Regions from separate parts of the Mus musculus genome. Here all the other regions are linked to region 2. The links are chromatin contacts, called in public HiChIP or PLAC-seq and promoter capture Hi-C maps. All regions are on one chromosome and are shown on one strand. The core of a region is the stretch at or near the end of the contact, and the rest is flanking DNA. Distances in the headings are between cores, read along the strand shown. Region 1 overlaps Lonp2 (lon peptidase 2, peroxisomal). Region 2 holds the start of Neto2 (neuropilin (NRP) and tolloid (TLL)-like 2). Region 3 overlaps N4bp1 (NEDD4 binding protein 1). Region 4 has its middle 38 kb from the start of Gm39215. Region 5 holds the start of N4bp1 (NEDD4 binding protein 1). Region 6 holds the start of Siah1a (siah E3 ubiquitin protein ligase 1A).

What was found. Promoter capture Hi-C pulls out the DNA fragments that hold promoters and counts their contacts. HiChIP or PLAC-seq counts read pairs in DNA pulled down with a chosen protein or histone mark.
Region 1: an H3K27ac HiChIP or PLAC-seq map of oligodendrocyte precursor cells shows a contact between it and region 2, with 12 times the contacts expected there. The contact joins the enhancer-like site here to the promoter of Neto2 in region 2. A contact is called at or near these places in 17 of 39 promoter capture datasets (the 3T3-L1 cell line, 3T3-L1-derived adipocytes, the C10 cell line and 9 more), 5 of 115 datasets of contacts at active chromatin or transcription factors (embryonic forebrain, embryonic limb bud, oligodendrocyte precursor cells and 1 more) and 2 of 9 other capture datasets (embryonic stem cells and liver).
Region 3: a promoter capture Hi-C map of embryonic stem cells shows a contact between it and region 2, with 5 times the contacts expected there. The contact joins the enhancer-like site here to the promoter of Neto2 in region 2. A contact is called at or near these places in 7 of 39 promoter capture datasets (embryonic stem cells, hippocampal neurons, liver and 2 more), 5 of 115 datasets of contacts at active chromatin or transcription factors (astrocytes, embryonic forebrain, embryonic limb bud and 1 more) and 1 of 9 other capture datasets (embryonic stem cells).
Region 4: a promoter capture Hi-C map of liver shows a contact between it and region 2, with 4 times the contacts expected there. The contact joins the enhancer-like site here to the promoter of Neto2 in region 2. A contact is called at or near these places in 7 of 39 promoter capture datasets (the 3T3-L1 cell line, the HPC-7 cell line, embryonic stem cells and 4 more) and 2 of 115 datasets of contacts at active chromatin or transcription factors (astrocytes and embryonic limb bud).
Region 5: a contact with region 2 is called in a promoter capture Hi-C map of pre-B cells. The contact joins the promoter of N4bp1 here to the promoter of Neto2 in region 2. A contact is called at or near these places in 14 of 39 promoter capture datasets (the 3T3-L1 cell line, the C10 cell line, the HPC-7 cell line and 10 more), 5 of 484 Hi-C or Micro-C datasets (CD8 T cells, double positive thymocytes, embryonic stem cells and 2 more), 13 of 115 datasets of contacts at active chromatin or transcription factors (acute myeloid leukemia, embryonic forebrain, embryonic stem cells and 4 more) and 4 of 9 other capture datasets (adipose tissue, embryonic stem cells, liver and 1 more).
Region 6: a promoter capture Hi-C map of embryonic stem cells shows a contact between it and region 2, with 4 times the contacts expected there. The contact joins the promoter of Siah1a here to the promoter of Neto2 in region 2. A contact is called at or near these places in 16 of 39 promoter capture datasets (the 3T3-L1 cell line, 3T3-L1-derived adipocytes, the C10 cell line and 11 more), 3 of 484 Hi-C or Micro-C datasets (embryonic stem cells and regulatory T cells), 8 of 115 datasets of contacts at active chromatin or transcription factors (astrocytes, embryonic forebrain, embryonic stem cells and 4 more) and 3 of 9 other capture datasets (adipose tissue, liver and macrophages).

Annotation. Positions count from the first base shown.
Region 1 is chr8:86,712,690-86,715,542 of GRCm38.p6, forward strand. It overlaps Lonp2 (lon peptidase 2, peroxisomal), which reads left to right. Exons shown (of 15, transcript NM_025827.3): 13 at 623-830; 14 at 1,214-1,404. Among named protein-coding and RNA genes, the nearest start is that of Gm10638, 32 kb to the right of the region's middle. Within about 2 kb of position 1,307, at least 41 of the 459 cell types and tissues checked have an H3K27ac peak or open chromatin away from gene starts, as enhancers often do. A contact at or near this core is called in oligodendrocyte precursor cells and stem cell-derived neural progenitor cells, where this site is marked.
Region 2 is chr8:85,699,434-85,702,180 of GRCm38.p6, forward strand. Neto2 (neuropilin (NRP) and tolloid (TLL)-like 2) reads right to left here and starts at 1,491. Exons shown (of 9, transcript NM_001357288.1): 1 at 1,208-1,491. The coding sequence starts at 1,241. Mir8109 (microRNA 8109) reads left to right here and starts at 1,472; the gene lies at 1,472-1,588.
Region 3 is chr8:86,838,676-86,841,469 of GRCm38.p6, forward strand. It overlaps N4bp1 (NEDD4 binding protein 1), which reads right to left. Exons shown (of 7, transcript NM_030563.2): 7 at 2,464-2,794. Among named protein-coding and RNA genes, the nearest start is that of Gm33877, 12 kb to the right of the region's middle. Within about 2 kb of position 1,331, at least 20 of the 459 cell types and tissues checked have an H3K27ac peak or open chromatin away from gene starts, as enhancers often do. A contact at or near this core is called in embryonic stem cells, where this site is marked.
Region 4 is chr8:86,786,677-86,789,518 of GRCm38.p6, forward strand. No RefSeq gene overlaps it. Among named protein-coding and RNA genes, the nearest start is that of Gm39215, 38 kb to the right of the region's middle. Within about 2 kb of position 1,390, at least 61 of the 459 cell types and tissues checked have an H3K27ac peak or open chromatin away from gene starts, as enhancers often do. A contact at or near this core is called in liver, where this site is marked.
Region 5 is chr8:86,883,858-86,886,557 of GRCm38.p6, forward strand. N4bp1 (NEDD4 binding protein 1) reads right to left here and starts at 1,401. Exons shown (of 7, transcript NM_030563.2): 1 at 965-1,401. The coding sequence starts at 1,162.
Region 6 is chr8:86,744,446-86,747,343 of GRCm38.p6, forward strand. It overlaps Siah1a (siah E3 ubiquitin protein ligase 1A), which reads right to left and starts at 1,561. Exons shown (of 2, transcript NM_009172.2): 1 at 1,372-1,561. It overlaps Gm10638 (predicted gene 10638), which reads left to right and starts at 1,254. Exons shown (of 1, transcript NR_027829.1): 1 at 1,254-2,615.

The DNA.
Region 1 (2,853 bases), core at 57-2,556, 1.0 Mb after region 2:
AGAAGTTGCACATTGGATTGTCCTTGGTGGCACACTGTGCTTATTCTCTGGAGATATGGGGGTGCAGTCAAAGTTAGCATTGCTGTCTTCCAGATGCTAATCTGTATCTTCATACCTAGGGTGTATTAACCAGTAGTTTATCAACTAGACACATAGCCCCAGCTAAGCAGCTTGTTCCTCTTAAACTGGCATCCAGGTAGCACTGCCCTGAGTCTAGGATATCACCAAGGAGTGGCGACAGAAAGCCTGTGAGAGCTATAACTTGTCAGATAAGTGTTAGTGAGAAGATTGTTGCTCCCTGAAGCTCACATACTAAAAAGCCAGCCAGGCTTTGGATATGTAGAGATACACAGTCCATTGAAGATACCCTGAAAATCAAGGCATATGTACCTAGACCCAACTACTCTTGGAAGTCAGTTCCTCACCCATGTGTAGAGCTATATACATCTGGTGAATGCTAAATAAGAACATCCAGATAGTGAGACATGTGACTCAAAATAATGTCAGGTAATAAGCTGTCAGAAGTTAGTGCTTAAGTTTGCAGTCTTACAAGACAGTGTGATTAAAGTGCTCTGGAAATAATTTCTGCATGTTGTCATAACTAATATTTTCATCTTTCAAGGTATCTGAGCGTTTGAGTCAACCTGGAGTGGCAATAGGGTTAGCATGGACTCCCTTGGGTGGCAAAATCATGTTTGTGGAAGCAAGTAGAATGGACGGTGAAGGCCAACTAACACTGACCGGCCAGCTTGGGGACGTCATGAAGGAGTCTGCCCATCTCGCCATTAGCTGGCTTCGAAGCAATGCAAAGAAATACCACCTGACTAATGGTACATGGCCTAACTGCAGTGGGACACAGCTGGGAAGGAGGGCCCTGGACCGTAATCCAGGGAGTATCTAACTAACTCTGAGACAAGGATGACACCATTCACTAAAGTCCCGGGTTTGGCTTCTGAATCCATAGAGACTCAAGTGATCGCGTTAGACTATCTGGCTGAGTCCCTGAACTAGATACAGAAACAAACCTTTAAATCACACTTAAGAGAGAAGGAGTCTTACCGTCCAGACCTCACTCAAAGTACACTATCCATTAATATCTTTAAGCATTCATTTATACAAAGCATTCATTTTTGTGTTTGATTTTATTCAGAGAAAAAAAAAACTGGGCTTAATTTTTCTACATTAAATCCTTTCTTTTTCCCCCTTTTTAAAGCTTTTGGAAGTTTTGATCTTCTTGACAACACAGACATCCATCTGCACTTCCCAGCTGGAGCTGTCACAAAAGATGGACCATCTGCTGGTGTTACCATAGTAACTTGTCTCGCCTCACTTTTCAGTGGGCGGCTTGTGCGCTCAGATGTAGCCATGACTGGGGAAATTACGCTGAGAGGGCTTGTTCTTCCAGTAAGTATAGAAAACAGATCATGTACTTGTAATATTTATTTAAATTAGTAATTTTAAATTTACATGAATAGTAGCTTTCTGTAAAAACTTTGGCTAAAAATTTTAAATATTAAAATTTTAATACCTGTAACTAACTTATATTTTAAACTTTTGGTCAAGTAAAGAACGCCTGACCATCTCCCAAGTTTCCCTATGATCTAAAAATATTTAAGGGAAAAGAAATATCAGTGTGGTTATAGAAAAATCAGCCGTTCATCAGAATGCCTGCAGTCTCTTCTCTCTTCTTAGCAGTGAGGTGTGCTGCGTGTACCGTTGGCTTTCAAGCTCATTCCATGCTTTTTCAAGTTCCTTTGAGACATCCTAGCACCTTGTAGGAATCTTAAGAGTACCATAATTGGCAAGATTTATAGCAAAACAAGTTCAAAAGTCCTGCCTGGATCTGCAGGTTCCTGGGCTCCAGTGGGTATCCTGACCTGCATGCAAATGCTGTGGGAGCACCCGGACTTAGGGCTCTGTGACTGTGCCAGGACTTGTCTGACAGGACAAAATGTTGACGACAGAGCCATAACAAGAAAAGGAAGAGGAGGATGTGCAGCAGCAGCAGCAGCAGCAGCAACAAATATTCTTTTCCCTGCTAAAGTCCTTACACGGATGAGAGTAGGTTATAGACTCACTAAAGGGGCCAGGCACTTGCAAAATCCGAGCAACTCAGGAAGATTGAAGCAGCGTGGGCAACCTGGTGAGACCTTGCCTCAAAGTAAAAAAGATCTAGAAATATGGCTCGGTAGCAGAGGACTTGCTTGTTATTAGTCTTTCATGTAAGACTTAGTTCAATTCCTATTGAAAACCACTAAAATTATTGTACTCCAATATTTTCATTCAACCATGCAAGGACCATGAAAAAAAATAATAGAATTTTTAAAAAATACTTGCTAAGGCTGAAAAAAGGGGAACATTTTAGATTTTAGTTTAGAATTGGTTAAAAAAATGACTAAACATACATACACATATCACATATATATGTGGTGTGAGTGTGTGTGTGTGTGTGTATCATCTTAAAAGCAGCATACAGTCTAGCCAATTAGGCTAGAGTAAGTGTTGAAGGTACTGAGCCTGTAGGCATCGTTCTTGTGGCTCAGGGTCTACCTGCATGCAGGCCTCAGTCCTGGGTCACTGAAGAGGAGGACCTGCTGCGTGATGCACAGGAGGCCCAAGTCGTCTGCACCTTGGGGTTTTCCCCAGGCTGTGTAGGGCAAGTGATCCAAGATAACAATCCAGGCAGAAGCTTTCTTTTAATACCTTATCCTTGAAATGCACATAGCATCACTTCCAGCATAGTATGCTCCACACAGACAAGTCACAAAGCCAGGCTCACACTGGGAAAGAGAATTTAGACTCCATCTTTTGTGAAGGAATCATTATGGGCATAGATTTTAGGGTTTTGTTTTT
Region 2 (2,747 bases), core at 241-2,740:
TTCCTCTAAAGCAGCAGAAATCCATTTGTGCATGTGGTTCATTTATTATTAAAGAGTGAAACAAAATGTTAATTTCCAAGGAAATAACTACATAATCAGGAGTTAAAGCAGCTACAGAATTTTTTATTTGTTTTTATATAATAAAATTATTAAGAATTTATGGATTAACTGAAATAAATATTCACTGGCTAGAAGGTTAGTGGTTATCTTGGCACAGTCTGAACATAAAAGTATTGATATGCATATAGTTAGGTAGGTAAATATTTAAATTAAATGGCTGTAACGTCAATTAGTAATTTATGAATATTTGTCCAATTATGAAGTTTGTCTAAAACGTTGTTAGTTCAAGAACAACAAAAAGTTCCACTGAACTTTCTAACAAAACAAATTTGAAAATAAGGTGTTAACACGTACCAGGAAAACACCAAAATGTGTAATTGTGCAAATATCAGGATTCAGTGCTAAAAATGTAAGCGCCAGTATTTTAACACTGTCATACTTTCTCTCTTAATATAAGAGGATTTAAAAAAAAAAACCCATTCAGATATTATTCATTTGCAATTAAATCATTTGGGGAAAAGGAAGTCATTTGCTGAAAGGCGGTGCTTTTTCTTGAGATTTATGAAAGGATCAATCCAGGACGAGTTCTGGAATAAACTTTGCCTCTCAATGTAAACCATCTAGAAATATTTATCTGAAACAGCACCTCCGCGGAGAGGCAGCCTCTCAGTGGCTTTAGGAGCTCGATGCTGTCAGCTCGCCGGCCGCTGCCGACCCGTGCATCCTCCGCACAGGACTCATGAGGCAGCGGGACTCGGCGATCCCGGGAAGGCAGCGCGGGGCGCGGGGCGCGGGGGGCATGCAGGGCCGCCGCGCAGCCCCGAGCCCGCAGTGGTGCCGCAGCCTCCCGGCCGCAGCAGGTGGGACCCGCGGGAGGCGCGGACATTGGGGGCTTCTCCGAAACCGCTGCGGCGCGTCGGAGTTGGGGCTTTCGTGGTTTGTGTGCTACCACTTTCTGCGGTGGCAACCTGGGGCCACCGGCCTTCGCTTCGCACACTTTGCAAGGCGCGGAGTCGCCGGCGTCCCCCGGAGCGAGCTCGCAGCGGCGGCGGGCGGCCTGGCCCAGACAAAGGGCGCGAAGGCGGCGGCGGAGCGGAGCGGAGCGCGGCCTGGCCCGCAAGGGGGCGCTGCCCGCACCCGCGCTTACCTTTGAGGACCGCGCAGAGCTGCTCCAGGGCCATGTTCCTCAGCGTCGGCGCTCCGAGAGCGCCCGAGGCGGCGGCGCGGTGGTCACGGCCCGGCGGGGTAGCTTCGCTCCGTCCCCATCGCCGGCCGCCGCCGCTTCCTAGCAGCGGGCGCAGCGCCTCGGCCCGCCGTGCCGGGTCCCCGACGGCCGCCGCCTCTCGGCGGGCTGAGGAAAGCCAGCGGCGGACGCTCCCGCGGCGGGCTCCCTTGAAGTGGCGCGCGCCGGGAGCCCCGGCTCATTTAAGCAGCGAGCGCAGCGCCGCGTGCCGGCCGCGGGGCCACTGCGCACGCGCAGCCCCGCCCTCCCGCGTGCCCCGCCCGCCACTCGCTTCCCGGGCCTCGCGCGCGGCCCACCCCTCCCTGCCGGTGTCTTCTCGAAGCCTTGAGCTCCCCAGGTCCGATTTTTCCATCCCCTCTCGGAGGACCTCAAGCTCAGGTGCTTGAAAACGTCTGCTCAGCCTTGCTGATCTCGGTGGAAGGGAGACCCCCGCGGGGGCCCTGGAGGTGCCCGGGTGAGTTCCCCCGGCCAGCAGTAAGGGTTGTTGCACCTACTGAACCTTCTCCAACAGTTGCCAGGCACAGCGCTGCTTGAGGAATCCTCACTCCCAGTCCTCGCCACAGTGGGCTGAAAGCTCCACGCCAGCCAGAAAAGTGAAACTTTGTTCTAGCTGCAGAGACAGGCGCGACTGAATGCAGACTGGGTCTCCCCAAGGCCACCCCTAACCACAGCCGTACAGACGGACCGCTGAGCGCCACCGGAAAGGAATTATATGTGCCTTGGATAGTTTGTGCATGATCTCGTCTTCCTCCAGCTCTTGTGCATTGAAATTGTCTTGCTGGCAGAGCTGCTTCATCCTACTGAAATAGAAATGACTTGAATGCAGGCGGGCTACAGTCATTTATTGGTTTGAGTTATGTGCATATAACAATGACTGGTATTGGGGGGCCTACCAATATTAAGTCCCTACCGTAATTGATCTGATATATAAATGTTTATCTAGCAAATTATGGCTAATTAGAACGTCCAGCAACTGAACAAAATATTCCAAGGGTGTCACATTCTTTCTTTTCTTGGATCGCTCTAAGAAAGTCACAGAAGTATAAGCAATTAACAAGTTTATAAATAAAACCAATTAACACCTATTAGCATAAAGTTGTTTAGCCCTTTGCTGTGTGCTTCAGTGGTTATGAAAGATGTGTGATTTGGGGCTTATAAGGTGATCACCTGCAGTTAAATTAAAATTGCACCCAGGAACCAGTGAATAAGGCATTTTAGAACCTTTTCCACAAATAAAATAATGATAAATGGGGACAGCAGTTAATAATTCAGTTTAAGTCCTGGGCAAGAGTGGATAAAGAAACTGGGAAGCCCTTTGAGTTTCTGGATCAACAATGCATAGTTGTTGATGGAGGAAAAGAAAAAAAACCCAAAAAACAAAAAACAGCCTGTATGATGTCATCAGAGAACGCTCCATGAAAAAGGGGAGAAAGAAGATGGAAAA
Region 3 (2,794 bases), core at 81-2,580, 1.1 Mb after region 2:
TCCAGCACCTTTGTCTTAGTTAGGGTTCCATTGCTGTGAGGAGACACCATGACCATGGCAACTCTTATAAAGGACAACATTGAATTGGGGCTGGCTTACAGTTTCAGAGGTTTGGTTCACTATCATCATTGCAGGAAGCATGGTGGCATGCAGGCAGACATGGTGCTGGAGGAGGAGCTGAGAGTTCTACATCTTGGTTTGAAGGCAGCCAGGAGACTAGATTCTACATGGGGTGGAGCCTGAGCACAGACCTCAAAGCCCACACCTACGGTGACATACTTTCCGCAGAAAATCACACCTCCTAATAGTGCCACTCCCTATGGACCAAGCATTCAAATACATGAGTCTACGAAGGCCAAACCTATTCAAACCGCCCTGCTTATCAGATTGCTGGTGGTTGTGGACATCCAGAGCCAGCAGGATCAATACACACTGTGGTCGATGGCTAGGTAAGGTAATGAATGAGTTTAGTGAACAGACCCAACTGTACCCTTCCCTTGTTTCTTTCTTCAGAAATTGCCCTAGATGTGACTAGTCATTTCTTCCAGAATGTGAGGACACAGTGGTGGGGACAGGGATCAGGATGAGTCAATGGCAGCCAGCCACAGCAGGTGCTGAGAGCCAGCTTCAAGCTTGACACCCAGTCCTGACTGCAGTGCTGTCTCCTTCCCACCTCTTCTGACAGAATCTCACTTTATATTCCAGTCTGGCCTCAAACTTGCGGCAGCTCCCTTGTCCCAGCTGCCCAAGTGCCAGGATTTCAGGTATGCACAGCTGCGATAGCTTGCAGCAACACTCCAGTAGGGCAATGTTCAGCTCTGAGGGCATGCTGGGATCTGTGGGGGCAGTATCCATGTCATCAAGCCTTCCTTCCAGAGACTTGAGAGGCTGAGGAACTTTCTCAAGGTCACACAGCACTAGGTGTGTCAGACCAGGGTCCACATATTCACAACAGGGCCATTCTAACTGCCTCGTTCCTTCCCTCCAGCACTGTCTCTGTGGTTTGTTTTGGGTAGAAGGGACTCAGAGAACAGGTAAAGTGACCTGCTGCTATAGCCCTGTAGGCCACTCAGGAGGACCCTTCTTCGTGCAGCCTGTTTAGTTACTGCAACTTGAGACTGATCCAGGAGTCAGACAGGTGGCCGACCAGTGCAGGCCTGATTCCCTTTGCTGGGTCTGAATCCAGACTGTGTGGATAAGCAGGGCTAGCTGTAAACCTGGAGAGAGATGGCAAGCAAAATCCTAGAAGCTGCTGGCTACGGTGTAGAGTTCTGTGATTTGCAGCAAAACCCACCAAACAGGAAGCAGGAGTGTCAATTCCAGCCCCTGGGCCACGTCTCTGGCACTGGCTGTAGGACTCTGGCTTAGCTTTCCCAAGAAGTCACCCCCGGCCTTGGCAGCACCAGGTGTCTAGAGAATAGAAACCTGAACTGTTTTTAGAAGACCGGCGAAGCATGGTAGCCCTCACCTGTAACCCCAGCACTTGGGAGGCTGAGGCAGGAGGACTACCATAAGTTCAAGGCTAGCCTGGACTATAGACCGAGAGGGTCTAAAAACCAACCAACCAACCAACCAACCAAAACCTGCTGGGCATGGCGGCACTCACCTGTAATCCCTGTACTTAGGAGGCTGACACAGAGGTGGGAGGATCGTGTGTTTGGGAACTCAACCCAACCCCACCCCACCCAACCCAACCCAACCCAACCCCCAACCCAATGACATAATGTGCTCCAGGCCTCCTCCCACAGCACATAGGGCAGTGGAGGAAGCCTCCTAAGATAGAGGAGGGGAGGGGCACTAGGGAAGTTGGTGGGGGCGGGGCTCACTCAAGCAGGACACACAGAGCTGCATGTTGGCGCACTCCTGTTGTGCTGCTCGCACACATCTTCGGGCCCTCCCTGGACATTACGCTGGATGTCTTACATCAGCTGAGCCTGCCATGCTTTGCTAAGGACAGTGAGGCGCTTCACTAGGAGCACACACGTGATCTCAAGGGATTAATTCCAACATGAAACTGCTTCAGCAACAGAGAATCCTGGGCCTGGTGACATGTGAGAAAGCGCTTCCTTGACAAGGGGAGCTCAGAACCTCAGGGCCAGGAGTCTCTTGACCATGCATCTTCCCCATGGTAGAAAACGGTGCCAAAGGCTGCTATGGATCACCCCTCGGCTCCAACTAGCAATGGGGAAAATCCCAAGGAAGGCTGTCAGGAGAGGCTTGGGCCAACTGACTGCTCGGGATGGTTCCATCTGGTCAGGATTCCAGGGCTAGGCAACTCTGTCCAGGATGGTATGTGCTGAATTCCTCCCACCCCCACCTCCAAAGGGGGACAGATCGAGCCAGGCAATTGGACCCACCCCCAAATTGAACAAAGGTGGGTCCCGTCTCTGAACACGATCACCATAGATCCTCCAGGGACCTCTTGCCAAAGCCGCAGTCAAGAAAGCACCACCCTCCAGCTCTCACTTGAACAGACATTTATTGAGCACCTACCAAGTGCAAGGCACTTTTAGGTGCCACAAGAGATACAGAGTGACCATATGGTCCCTGCCCACGAGGAGCTCACAGTCTAGAGGGAGGCAACACAGTACACAGTTGGCTGCAGCTACACCGGCCAGAGTGGTAAGAGCCAGAAGCAAGACACCAAATTGCCATGGGGCCACAGAATAGCATAGAGCTGCTTCTGCTCTGAACACAAAGAGAACTCAGGGCTGGGCCTTTGAGGAGGCAGGCTGTAGGGAAGAAGGGCATGTCTATGAGAGGAAGAAACATGAACAGGGCCTATGGGGAACCT
Region 4 (2,842 bases), core at 140-2,639, 1.1 Mb after region 2:
TGAGCCTCCGGCATCCTTCACTGGAGGCAGAGGCAGAGGGGAAGAGGCTTATTGTTTGGCAGGATGGGAGAACTTGAAGGCAGTGCTGTTATTTATAGGCTAAGTGATGTCATCTTGCTTCCTTCCTACAGCCTAAAATCCCCAGAGCTCCCTTCTAGTCCCCAGACCTCCTTTTCTCCCCAACCATCCTTGTTTGGTTTCTGTAGGTTTTTTGTTTTAAAATTTTATTTTTATTTTATGTGTATGAGTATTACCCGACATATATGAATCCATGCCATGTACGTGCTTGGTGCCTGTGGAAGCTGGGGCGCGGGGTGGGGTGGGGTGTCAGATACCCTGGAATTGCAATTACAGACAGTTGTGAGAGTCCGTGAGGGCCAGAAACCAAACCTGGGTCTTTGCAAGAGCAATAAGTGCTCTTAACTACTGAGCCATCTATCCAGCCTTGTTATTTATTGATTTGTTTGTTCGTTTTTTGTTTTGTTTTGTTTTCTTATGTTTGTTTTTGAGTTGTTTTTGAGACAGGGTCTCACAGTGTAGCCCATGCTGGCTTTAAACTGACAAAAATATCTGCTTCCCTCTGCTTCCCAAGGGCTATGATTAAATGTGCGTCACCATTCTTAGCTGTTGTTTTAGCAATAAAATATTGATTTCCTTAGTGCCTGATTCCTCAGAAATTCAAAAGGGCAGCTGAGAAATAATAATTCAGCCACCTAACAAGTCATTTTTTTCATTTTTGGACTCTATAGCCCAGGCTAGCCTCAAACACACTAAGCACCCGTCTGGCTTCATACCTGAAATTCATTCGGCTACCTAATTATCCAAGGCAACATTTATGGGGATGACTGCGCGCAGGACCTGGTTCTTTCTCTCTATTACTGCTGTGGTCCATCCAAGCCAACCTTCTTCTCCCAGCTTTGCAGATGGGAAAGCTGAGGCATGGCAAACAGAAATCTCCTTCCCAGGGTCATTTAAGAGGCATAAAAAGCAGAGCCCGGCCCCTCCTCCACAGGCGTACAGCTCAGAACGCAGCTCCTGTTTCTGGTGTTGGAGGGTTTGTGGGTGGTGGCTGACTATTAGATGCAATGGCTGTCAATGACTGCAGAAAGTGGGTTTGTTTGTTTTGCTTTGTTTTACTGTTAAAAGTGAACCTGAAGAACTAGCTCATTTCTGGCTCTAATTACAAGTAAGATCGCTTTTCCTGATGGTCATCTCCCATCATTCCTCAGCACGGAAGCCAGGAAACACAACTCTTGGAACATAAAGTGTTTGAGAGGAAGAGAATGAGAGCGATAGAGACTGACCCGAAAGCCCACTCCTGTCCTACTGGACCCCTTCCCAGTCGTGGGGCAGCCAGGCCATGTGGAGAGATGCCAGTGCGCAGTCGCGTGGGCTGCGGGGCCAGGGCTGCCACAGTCTGTGGTTTGAGTTGTATGTTTGTTTTTGTTAGAGGGAGTTGAGTTTGTTTTTTTGGCTTCGTTTCATCATCAGGAAAATATCCAGACCCAACTGAGGTGCTTTTGACCTCATTCAGGCAGCTGAGCCCAGAATTCCCGATGCCTCTGGGGAAGCAATGAAAGTGTGTGTGTGTGTGTGTGTGTGTGTGTGTGTGTGTGTGTGTGTGTATGAGAGTTCTTTTCTTGGCTTTTGCACTTCAAGGCCTATGCTCTTGTGCAAGCATTAAGGGTTGCTCTATTGCTTAACACGGGGGGCGGGGGACACAGAGGCCCTGAATTAGAGGACTATGAGAGAAGATATCTTTGACCCCTGCACCCCATTTAAGCCTCAAGTTAGAGACAATCCAGAAGCTTCGTAGGATGGGGAGCAGAGGGGTACTGCTGGGCACTCCCACGTTCCTTCCTATGAGAGGTCTGTCTATAATACATGGAGGAGGATTCTCAGCAACAAGCTTTGAGGACAGCTGGGCCACTGTGTCCTTGATAACAATCATCTGATAACCCCACCCCCACCCCCGAAGCAATCATAGGCAACCCTGAGAAAGAACTGAGTACCCAGAGTTGCCCTACATGGTGTGCTTGACGAATAATATGTCCAGAAAAGCAAAACAAAAAACCCCACATCTGTGTTGAAGATTCTGTAGGTTGACTGACTGATTAGAGCTTTCCTGGCTGGAAGGGTGGAATGTTGTAGATCTGGAACCAAGTTATCTCTTACCTTGCTCCTAGCGATTCCTTGCTGACCTCCATGTTTGATCTAATATCCTTTCTACTATCAGTTTTCAAAACCTTTGAACTGCACTAACCTATAGGTCACTAGCTTCCACCAACTCCAAAGGTAAGAATGTCATCAGATAGCATCTGAGGCCACAGCTGAGCTACTCTGCTATGTCATGTCTGCCTGTGGCACTCAGCAGTGTATTTGGTTGTCATTAAGGCACTGATTTACCACTTTCCTTTTAGTGACTGGTAAAAACTCACATAACCATAGCCACATTAACTTGCTTTTTGAGGCAACCTGAATCTAGGTCCCCTGGCCATAGTTATTCATTTTCAGCTCAGAATAAATGACCTTTTGTTCTATTTAAGGTGAGAGCCGTGTTTAATCTCAACACGAGCAAAAGGTGAGTCAGGAAAAAAAAAACTAACTTGAGTGTTAGGGGAACAGGTTTCTTTCCCCTAAGACACTAGGTTTGCAGTCAGACACTAGTTTTGCTGTCACTGGGCATGGTGGCATTTCTCTAGAGAACATACCATTGCTTTGAGGAGCTCGAGGTGGCTCAGAATAACCACAGAGTCGAGGGAAGAACAGCCTGTGTCCACCCAGCACAAGTGAGCTTCCTAAGGGAGACTCCACACCACAGCCTCTTCTGAAACGGATTCTC
Region 5 (2,700 bases), core at 151-2,650, 1.2 Mb after region 2:
AAAAGGTGGGTAGAAGATGTTCAGGAAGCTCCAAACAGGGGGCTTTAAGACATTGGTGACTTCAAACCAAGAGGGGCAGAGAGGGGCATTCTCCTAAGTTCCCAGATCTGACCCTCGAAACACCAAAGAGGAAACAATACCTTATTCCTCAACTTCCTACTCCTCCCCGGGAGCTTAAGATGCTATACAATACACCTTCAGCCTTCTCCCACCCACGGCTTGGAGGACTCTCTTGCATAGAAGCAATTAAATTGCCCGTTCTCCTGGCAACCTGTCGACTAACCTGGCTATTTCACTGACTCAATGAGATTTTAGAGGCATAAGCGCCTCCGCGGTCAAATTTTGCTGTTTTCTGACAAGGGGGAGGGGCTGATGGCGGTGCTGAATCTGAAATACTGATTATACACAAGGTGAGTCACCGCTTAGTTTCAGTTTCTCCAGTTGTTCATTTAATAGAAGGAACAAGCCCTATCAAAACGTATTCGCCGGATTTTTAAAGCCTGCGTATTCCTTTTGTGGTACTCGGCGGAATGTCAGAAGTGTAACAACCATCATTTAATCGTAGAACACCAACACTACAGGAATAATATTTTTAACGCAGCTACCAAATATTCTACCTCTGAAGCGTCTGGTCATTACATGCGTTCCCTTCCTGATTTCCTAGAGGTTCAGGCCTAAGATTCCCAAAGGGTTTAGAAGCCCTGGAGTGGCGGCCTGGAGGGTGAAGACCAACCAGGAGCATCGAGCCTTGCGCACATCCAAGGGACCAGCGGACGGAGGGAGCGCGAGCCCGCTCAGCGCGCGTGCTCCGGGGCCTGATGGCTCTGCGTTCTGCGCACTTCGCGAGGGACCAGTCAGGGAGATGCTTTCGCAGCGCCCTTTACAAACAGGGACCCCGAGGCTCCCAGGACGGACCCGCTCCGAGCGCCCCGCGCGCGGCCCGTGCGAGCCAGGCCGGACTCACCTTGGCGCTGTGCACCGCCTCCTGCGCGCCGCGGAGTTGCAGCCAGATACGCGCGGGCAGCGGCTCCTCCGCCCCGAGGGCGCCGAGCACGGCCAAGCCCACCCCGAACAGAGCCTCGATGCGCCCGCGGCTCCGCTCCAGCAGCGCCGCCTTCTCCGCGGGCGCCGTGAACTCATCCAGCACCACCCGGGCCGCCATGGCGGGCGCGGCCTCCCGGGGCGCCGGGGGCCAGCGGCGGCGACGCCCCCTCAGCGTGCCGCCGCTGCACCGAGCCGCTCAGGAGGCGTGGGCCGTGCCGGCCTCCTCGCCCGCCCGCAGGCCCCGCTACACCATCACGACACGGCCGCCGCAGCTTAGCAACTGCGGGCAGAGACTCCCCGCCACCCCGCTGCCCCGCTGCCCCGCTGCCCCGCCACGGCCGCCGCCGCCGCCGCCACAGCCGCCACGCATGCGCTCAGCCCGCCGCCGTTGTGGAAACTCGCCGCCCCGTCGCGAAGGGTGCGTTGGTAGGCTGAGGGCAACGGAAGTCGACGCCACACGCTGTCACCATGTTGACCGTGGGCAAGCGTCGGCAGGCGAGGCCTGGGCGGCCATATTTGATAAGGGCCTGATGCCTTTGGGCATCTAGTAGAAGGATTTTACATTGATAGGCAAATGGTGATTCTTTTCCTTCTTTTTACTTCCTTCCTTTCCCCTTTTTACTTACTTCAGAAAAAAAAGAAAAATCGTAACAGGAAAAGAAAATGGGACAACCAGTAAAGAATTAAAAGGCCAAATTGCTGGTCTAGTGTCAATTACTGTCATCCCACTGGGGTGGGAGAATGAGGTAGGCAGATAGTCATTTGCTGAAGGCAAGCCTGAGCTACATAATTCCAAACCAGTTTGAGCTATAAAGTGAAACCTTGTCTCAAAAACCAAACAAGAGCTGTTTCGGTGGAGTGCTTATTGGGTATCATAAGGACTGGGAGTTTGATTTGGCTATCATCACTCCAGGAAAGAGAACAGATCTTCAACCCCAGCTCCAGCTGAGACCTGAGGGCTTGCTGGCTTGCAGCTTAGCTAACAAAAGGCAAAAGGGGAGCCACAGATCCAGGGAGAAACTCAATCTTAAAGGAGTAGATGACATTGTAGAGGAGATCACCCAAAGGCCCCTCTGGCCTCTGCTTAGAGAGAGAGGTGCTTACCATCACACACTTATGCCCATACATTCCACACAAGTATATGCATAACTCTAAAATAAATCTATTTTTTAAAAAGTTGGGCATGGTGTCATAAGCCTAAAATTGTGGTAGCACTTAGATAGTTGAGACCAGAGTCAATCAAACAAAAAACCAAATACCTTCTTCTAATGGCGTGGCCAAGTGAGCAGTTTCTTTACTGTACCTCTGGCATACAGGAAAGGGGAAAGGCAATTTCAGTAGAGTTATGTGTGTTATGTGAGGGGCAAAAATAATAGGGATCATACTGTGGGACTAGGGCAAATAAACCAAACCCTTCTTCTGGCCTGTGTTTCTGTTAAGTCAAAGGCATCACTTGATTCCAATGCTTCCCAGATGTAAGCTTTCTTCTTCTTTTTAATTATTTATTCACTTTATGTATATGAGTACACTGTAGCTGTCTTTGGACACACCAGAAGAGGGCATTGAATCCCACTACAGATGGTTGTGAGCCACCGTGTGGTTGCTGGGAGTTGAACTCAGGACCTCTGGAAGAGCAGTCAATGCTTTATAAACCAC
Region 6 (2,898 bases), core at 311-2,810, 1.0 Mb after region 2:
CCACCACGTGAGCGCTCCGCTCCGAGACAGTTACTATGCCATCTCATTTGTCACAGCAGGCTTTGCTCTTCAGCAGCTTCTGAAGGAGACGGTGACACCACAGGTAACAACACTAATTAAAGGGAGTCACTGTCCTACTTTTCCAAGTTAGGTAATTGAAGTCCTTGAAAGTGAACTGATCCATAAACTAAACCTGCTTAAAGGAAACTTCAGTGACTTTCCAAATTCCACCACGCATTCACATCCCTTATCGCTCAAATCCCCAAATTCCATCATCTCACAAAGCATAGCATTCTGTCCTCTAAACCCTTTCATTTCTTAAAACAGTAAAACCCAAATACTAACCCGGTTTTATATAACCCGATTTCAAACATTTTGGGCTATGTACTTCCAACGCATCCATGCCAAAATAACTTAAGCGAATTTTATGAGGCAAGGACCTTTAGCAGTAATCATTTACTGTAATAGCTTAGCACTTACTAAGAGCTCTCTGCACATCAACTATTTCCCATCTCATCGGTTCTCAATAGGCTTGAGACAAATACTCTCCATCAGACCCATTTTGCAGATTAGCAAAATGAAGCACCAAAATCGTGCCCAAGGTCACAAACCCGTGGGGCAGGATTGGAATCAAAGCAGGAGGGCAGAGTTCGGAGCCCATGCTCCAAGCGCTTTTACAAGTTAACATTTCACCCTGGACAATAGCCTAGCAAGAAATGGTAAATGCTCAACGCTAGAAAGAGCAGTAAGATCCCTGTCCTACATCCACGTTCAGGGCTTCCATGACTTTGACAAATCAGCTACATGGCCTCATTTACCGAATGCACAAATGTAACTCTTATGCCAGGGCAAACAAATTCTGTATCTTTCCAGGAACAGACGGTCCGCAGCGGCCCAGGGCGTACACACTAAGTTGCATCTGGGAGCTTGGAGGGACCCCGAACTATCCCGCAAAGGAAGCTGGGCGGAGCAAGGCTTAGGCTTAAAGGCTGGAGCTGCCCAGGCGGGCGTCCGCGCGCTCGCTCGTGGCGACATAAACAAGGGAGGAGGCTGCGTTCTTCCCCGCACAATAAAGGCGCGGGTCCGGGGGAGGCCGCCCTCCCGGAGCCGCCGAGGCAAGGCCCGACCGCGGCCCGCGAAGCGCGCGGCTGACCTCCGCCATGTTGGCCGTACACCGGGCCACACAACAAAGACTGAGCGAGGGCGCGGGCCGTAGTCTCGGCGCGCCCGCCCGCCCTCCGCCTCCCGGAGCCGCCGCTGTCGGCTGGGCCCGCCCGGAGAGGCCGAGACAAAGGCGCCGCGGCTCCGCGAGGGGACCCGCCGGCCCTCCCCGGGCCGCGGCCAGCTCCTCCCTCCAGGCCGCCCGCTTACCTGTGGGCGGAGAGCGCGCCGCGGACCCCGGCCCCGTCTAACGCGCCCGGTCGCCAGCTGCCGCCGCCGCCACCGCCACCGCCACCGTCACCGCCGCCACCGCGGGCCGCGCCTCCACCTCTCCCGGCACCGAGACCGACGGGACACCCTGGGCCGCCGCCCTCGAGAGCGCGCCCGCCCGGCAGCCCGGCTTCCCTGCCGCCGCCGCCGCCGCCCCGCGCGCTCTCGAGCTCGCCGCGCGCGCCCGCTAAGTACCACACACTGCGGCGGCCGCCATGAGCGGGAGCGCGCACCGAACCCGGCTGGGCGGGGCTTCCCACGGCCACGCACGCGCAGAAGCGGCTGGCGGCTGCTGCCCGCACTCGGTGGCGGTTGGCGTCGAGACGCTTCGGTTACCGGAGCAGCGTCCCGAGCATCCCCACGAGGCGGCTGCGCTGTCTCGGGCCGTTACTGTGGGATTGACTGGGTTCGCGCCGTCCTCTCTCCGGGTCCGCGGTCTGTAGCGGCCTCCACGACCCCACTCCTGGAGGAGAAGAGGGCCGCGCCTCCCGGTAGGCTCGTTGAAAGCTGGCCAGTAAGAAGCACGCCTTTAAGTCCACTTTCCCACTCATCTGGGAAGCTGATGTTGGGGACTGTCCACCCTGCTGCTTTAGGTTAAAAAACGGAGCCGTGCACTAGGCAAGCAGAAGCAGGATCTTCACAAGTTTGGGGCCAGTCTGGTTTATACAGAGTTTTCTGGGACTTCCCGGGGAGACCTTTTATCCAAAATAAATGAAGACCTCATCTCAAGGGTTACGGGTGCTTTCGTGAGGAGTGGTTGCCTGGGCTGAGACTCAGTCCCCAGTTGCGAGTGAAGGGGTAGAAACCTTTAGATTTGATTCTGGGGTGTGGGATTGTGTGGAGGTCAGAGGACGAGTTGCGAGTGCTGGGGGTGGAGCGCAAGTGGCCAGCCTTGGTGGCAGGGCCTCTGCTGAGCCATCTCGCAGAGTCCCCGTTAGTCTTTCCATGGATGCCTCTGTCTGACTAGGTTAACCGAATGTAAGGCGTTTACAAATCCTGAGCAGATTTTCAGGGAAGAACTGTAGAAATGCAATGCTGTGAGAAAAGTACTTTTTCTATGGGGTTTCAAGAAAGGAAGAAAAGTCTCCTCTCAGCCTTCCATCAGCACAAACTCCGCCCTCTTCCAGAACTCAAATTTGTTCTCAATGAATGTTCAGCTTTCCTCAATGTATTTGTAATCTGTGCTTGTGTTGATATTTCTATTCTCGATCTAGTATCTCACTGTAGCCCTTCCTCTGAGACCATTAGCACAACCAAACAGTTGAGAATGTAAATTAATTAAGTTAAAAGCACCATATACTACAAATCTGTTGGTCCCCAAAGCTCAACAGCCAGATAAGGAGCTTGCATTATGTAGGTTCATGAAGATTGTCGATATTAGTGGTGTTCTTGTTCATTTAAAATACTTGATTTACATAGGGAGTCTAAGATAACCCATCATAAACTCTGCTTTGTCATGAAACTTAC